2 separate regions of the Mus musculus genome follow, and region 2 is linked to region 1. The links are chromatin contacts, called in public HiChIP or PLAC-seq maps. All regions are on one chromosome and are shown on one strand. Each heading gives the region's core, a stretch centred on a gene start, on an enhancer-like site or on the middle of the called end of the contact. The rest is flanking DNA. Distances are from core to core; before and after follow the strand shown.

Region 1 (2,700 bases), core at 40-2,539:
GTGATGGATGGACACCAACAGTTTTCCAGCCCTTATTCACACAAACCTTACACACACACACACACACACACACACACACACACACACACTCTTTCTCTCTCTTACACACATACACACACACACACTCTCTCTCTTACACACATACACACACACACTCTCTCTCTCTTACACACATACACACACACAAACTCTCTCTCTCTTACACACACACACACACACACACACACACACACACACACTCTCTCTCTCTTACACACACACACACACAGAGTTGATGGACAGAAGCAAGGATATTCCAACCTTCCACTCACAAACTCTAAATCCTCAGAATGCTTATCTACTCATCAGTCAATCTTAATAAATCCTATCAGGAAGATGAGGGCAAAATGGGTACAAGAAATCAGTCCTCACCAGTCCAGACTCAGTGAGTCCTGTCAGCCAGGGCTGCCATTGTTCTAGTTCCCTGACCTTAAAAGGTCCCTAGTTTAGCTAATAAGAGTGTGCCTCTCTGAACTATAAATTACTTCCTAAGGTTTTCTCCATCAGAGCCAGTAGTAAAAACATCTCAACCTAGCTTCACTAACAATTTAATTTTTCCAAATGTTCTCATGGCTGACAATCTGCATCTCTAAGTTCTGGTGACAGGATCATTAATGTGCCCCAGCAGCAGTGCCTGAGAGAGATCAAGCATAGCATTGTATGCGTCCACGATACTGTCCCCTGAGGGACTGGAAACCCCTTAGAGTTTTAATAGAATTCTTAGACTAAGAGGGATGTGAGGGCAGCAGGCAGAGCAGAACCCCATAACAGCACGAAGCCCTCAGAACTTCATGGACACATGGTCCTCGGAACCGTGCCACGCCGAGGCTCACTCACGTGGCGGTGGTAAGCTGTGGGCTGCATCCACGATCTAAAGCCATCTGCCGTTCCTCTGCATGGCCCTCGGCACTCTGACTGGGTCTCTCTCTATCCTCCTGCCTCAGCCTCTCAAAGGTTGGGATTATGAGCACACACCACCATACTTGGCAATTTCAGAAGTTATGTGTGGAGGCTGTGTGTGTGCATGTGCGTGTCAATGCATGTGTGAAGCAACTGGAAGACAACTTGAGGGAGCTCATTCTCCTTCTACTGTATAGATGCCAGGAACTGAACGTGGCTTCTCAGGCCTGGAGGCAGATGCCTTTACCCACTGAGCCACCTCGCCAGCCCAACTATAGAACTCTTCCTAAAAGTTCTGCCAAAACACTCTGTGAACCACAGAGTCTGAAAACAGTTGCACGCCACCAGTAGCGGTTACAGAGGTTAACCACACAAAAGAGGTTAGAGAGCAACTAAGTAATGCTAACCACAGACTTTCAAGCGGGTAGGCAAGCTTTCTGTGTGTGTGTGTGTGTGTGTGTATGTGTGTGTGTGTGTGTGTGTGTGTGTATAAAAGTAAAAAGGCTGGGAATTAGCAAGATGGTTCAGTAAGTTATGACACTCACCAACAAGCCTGATAATCTGAGTTCAATCCGCAGGACCTGTATGCACACATGCAAGAGTGCACACGCGTGTGCACACACACACACACACACACACACACACACACACACACACACACACACCACTAATAAAGATGTTTGGTTTGGTTTGGTTTGGTTTGGTTTGGTTTGGTTTTTTGAGACCGGGTTTCTCTGTGTAGCCCTGGCTGTCCTGGAACTCACTCTGTAGACCAGGCTGGCCTCGAACTCAGAAATCCACCTGCCTCTGCCTCCCGAGTGCTGGGATTAGAGGCGTGCGCCACCACTGCTTGGCCTATAAAGATGTTTTTTTTAATAAGAGCTAGGAATATAGCTCACTAGTAGAGTGCTTATCTAGCTTGTGAAAGGTCCTAGTTGAAGTCCCAACAACAGACATACACACACACTGACACTGACATACATGCATAAACACACACAAACACACACACACAGACATACACACTTACCTACATATACAGAGACACACACACACACAAACACACCGACACAGACATACACAAACACACACTCCCACCACCAGACCCCACAGGAGTCCAGGACCCACATCTAGAGCACCCTGCTTGAGACAATACCTTGTCGTGAAAGCTTATGTGAATGAAATCCCTGTACTGCAGCCCTGTGGTCTTCAGGATGGAGGCGAAGTGGCAGTTGTGCTGGTCACCTTCCACTGCATCGTACTCTATGTCTCTGGCTCTGCAACTACAGGGAACGGAAAGAGGTGATTGTGGTACCCGTGCCTTCCACCGTACACGGTGACCCCGTGGATTTATCTAGAGAACTCGGGAGGGGAGGGCTGGATACTTCTCAGACATTCTAGCAGATCCATGGGGCTTGCACATGGGACAAATGCTTTTTCAGTGAGTTACTACATTCTAGATATTCATTCATTCATTCATTCATTCATTCATTCATCACGTGTCTATATGTGTCTGTGCGCACATTTGCATGTGCACTCACACATATATGGACATGGGATATCCTACTCTGACATTCTTTCTGCCTTAACTCCTCTGAGACAGGGTGTCTTGCTGAACCTTCACACGTGCTCTGGCATGCACGCACCCACATACATCATATGCATACATTAATAATAAAGAAAAATTTAAAAATTTCCAGTAGAAATGTAGGAAGAAGGCCCATACGGTGGCACGTGCCTGTAACCCTAGCCCTTGGGAGGTGG
Region 2 (2,700 bases), core at 126-2,625, 64 kb before region 1:
TCAACATATTTGGCTTCCGATTTCATGTGGTCTGTGTCATGGACCATTTACACACACCAAGTCCATTACACTCCAACTTGACCCAACTGCAGAAAAACTAGGTAGCACTATACTGAACTGGCGCCTCTGCACACCAGGGAACAACATAAGCACAGTAAGGCTGGGGTTAGGGCTGGCAAACCAATGCACCCACCGGGTTCATTTCCAGAACCACAAAAAACCAAAAACAAAACAAAAACAACAACAAAAAACCTCTGTCAGATTACATGCTTCCCAGGGGTGGAGCCAAGTCCTTCCTTCCAACACAGCCTGTGACACTCCAAGGTGTGTAAACAGAATCCAAGTTCACTATGCAGCCTTTCTTACATTTTGAGACAGAACACTCAGGTCCGTAAGACCTCTCCGCTAGAAAAAAAAGCATTTTGTAAATTCAAGATAGAGAAATGTCAGTCATTTTCAGCAAATGAGGCCTCCAGAATGCTGATGCAGGCATGCTGTTAGTCCACGTCTAAACTGTTGCAGGCCTCTAAATCTGTTTTCCCTCTTTCTCTCTCATCTTCATCCCTATCGCCATTTCTAATCCCTGGTCAGAAGATACCGAAAACATTGGTCAAGACACCATTAACTTTCAACCTACAGTACAAGGATAATATAATATACCGTCACAAAGTTTGGGGAACCAGAATTCACAAAGGAACTCGCAGCTACAGGATCGCCAACAATTTGTCATTTTTGAGGACAAAGCGTCCTAAGGGACCTTCCTGTCATCTTTCCTTGGACCCCACCCCCAGATGTGGGAACCTACCTTCTGAAGCATCCTCTATGCAGAGTAGGGTAACGGGGGTGGGAGGGACGCGGTGTTTGGTTCACACTCAGCCTCAGGCTGATAGCATGAGCCCCTTAGCACCTGCATCCCGCCGAGCCAGGTGGGCAGGGATGCGGAGGGCGCGGCTCACCTACCTGCAGGCGCACGTTGAGCATCATGGAAGCCACGATGTAGAGGTAAGGAAAGTTGATGCGCAGCCGCCAAGCCAAGTCAAAGAAGATGAGCAGCGTGCGGGTCAGCCCCTTGCAGAAGACCCCATAGGAGCGGGCGGCGGCCGAGCGCGACAGCCGGACAGCCAGACCCGACAGAGCCGTCGCCATATAGAGATCCGCGGCGCCCCCACTGCCCGCCCGCCCTCCCTCTCCGCGCCCCGTCGCCCAAGGCCTCCTCTCCCGGGCCGCTGCTCAGCGCTCAGCGATCTCAGGGAGCAAGGGAGACCGCGGCGAGGCCGGCAGGAGGGCGGGCCGCGGGGGAGCCGAGTCTGCGCGTCACTCTCCGGAGGCGACTCCACCAGCTACCACCTGGATTCCCGGCCGGGCCGCGCGGCCTGACGTCACAAAGCCGGCCCGCGCCTGCGCAGGCAGCAGACTCCGCCTCCCGCCCCGCCCCGGGCCGCCCCGCCCCTCGGGCGGCTTTCCTGCAAGTGAAGTGCGCATGAGTTGGAGACTAGGGTTGGCTGCGTTGCATCTGGCGTCCTCTAATGGTGAAGAGTTGAGAATAACGACACAGGGAAAGTGGCGTGGTGGCGCTAGCCTGTTAATATTCCAGCACTCAAGAGACTGAAGCAGGAAAAACATGAACTCAAGGCTGGCTGCTCCTCCAGAGGACCCTCAGTTCAGTTTCCCGTACCCACACTAGGTGGCTCAAAATCCACCTGTAGCTGGCTCCAGGAGAGCCAATATCTGACCTTCCTGGGCATCTGCACTCATTCGCACACACACCACATCCAAATAAAAATCAATCTTTAAAATATAACAGAAAAGAGATGATGCCTGGGTATGGCCACAGGTACTTTATAACACACATATTCCTAAAAATGGTTACAGTGAGACCAGCAAAATGGTGAAGTAGGTAAAATGCACTTCCCATTGCTCCAGAGGATCTGAGTTCAATTCCTGAGACCCTCATGGTGGAAGAACACAAGTGACTCTAGGGTGTTGCCTTCTATGCTGCTCATTTATTTTTGTTAACGTGACACAAGATAGACCAGCAGTTCTCAACCAGTGGGTCGCGACCTCTCTGGAGACCGAACGATCCTTTCACAGTGGTTAGCCTAAGACCACCTGTATATCAGATATTTACATTACGATTCGTAAAATTAGCAAAACTAAAGTTATAAAGTCGTTGTGAAATAATTTTATGGTTGGTGGTCACCACACGAAGAACTGTATTAAGGGGGTCGCGCATTGGAAGGCTGAGAACCTCGTCTAGAGTTATCTAATTCCTAGAGTTATGCTGGAAAAAGGAACCTCAATTGAAAAACTGCCTCCATCAGGTTGACCTGTAAGCGATTCTGTACGGCATCTTCTTGTTTGGTGATGGGTGTGAGAGGGTCCAGGCCATAAAGGGTGATATCAACTCAGCAGCAGCCTCCTGAAACTGGAATAGCAACAGGTTAGCGCTGCCACGCCACGTTCCCTGTTATCCTCAGCTTCACCATTAGAGGGCGCCAGGACGCAACGCAGCAACCCCACTCTACGACTCACACATGTAAGAAAACAAGGTAAACCTGGTGGTCCGTGGTGGTGATGGTGCATGCTTTTAACCCCAGTACTCAGTAGACAGAGGCAGGCAGATCTCTGTGAGTTCGAGGTCAGTCCAGTTTTTAGACTGAGATCCAGAACAGCCAAAGCTACACAGAGAAACCCTGTTAA

What was found. HiChIP or PLAC-seq counts read pairs in DNA pulled down with a chosen protein or histone mark.
Region 2: an H3K4me3 HiChIP or PLAC-seq map of the SCID.adh cell line shows a contact between it and region 1, with 12 read pairs. The contact joins the promoter of Fam220a here to the enhancer-like site in region 1. A contact is called at or near these places in 3 of 39 promoter capture datasets (3T3-L1-derived adipocytes and liver), 6 of 15 datasets of contacts at CTCF or cohesin (CD8 T cells, the G1E-ER4 cell line, the NIH/3T3 cell line and 1 more), 23 of 484 Hi-C or Micro-C datasets (B cells, CD8 T cells, the F1.1 cell line and 12 more), 11 of 115 datasets of contacts at active chromatin or transcription factors (the HPC-7 cell line, the SCID.adh cell line, bone marrow-derived dendritic cells and 6 more) and 3 of 9 other capture datasets (adipose tissue, liver and pancreatic islet).

What each region holds. Positions count from the first base shown.
Region 1 is chr5:143,483,745-143,486,444 of GRCm38.p6, reverse strand. Daglb (diacylglycerol lipase, beta) reads right to left here. Exons shown (of 15, transcript NM_144915.3): 7 at 2,093-2,219. Among named protein-coding and RNA genes, the nearest start is that of Daglb, 21 kb to the right of the region's middle. Within about 2 kb of position 1,289, at least 12 of the 459 cell types and tissues checked have an H3K27ac peak or open chromatin away from gene starts, as enhancers often do. A contact at or near this core is called in the SCID.adh cell line, Th1 cells and microglia, where this site is marked.
Region 2 is chr5:143,547,395-143,550,094 of GRCm38.p6, reverse strand. Fam220a (family with sequence similarity 220, member A) reads right to left here and starts at 1,375. Exons shown (of 2, transcript NM_133703.5): 1 at 961-1,375.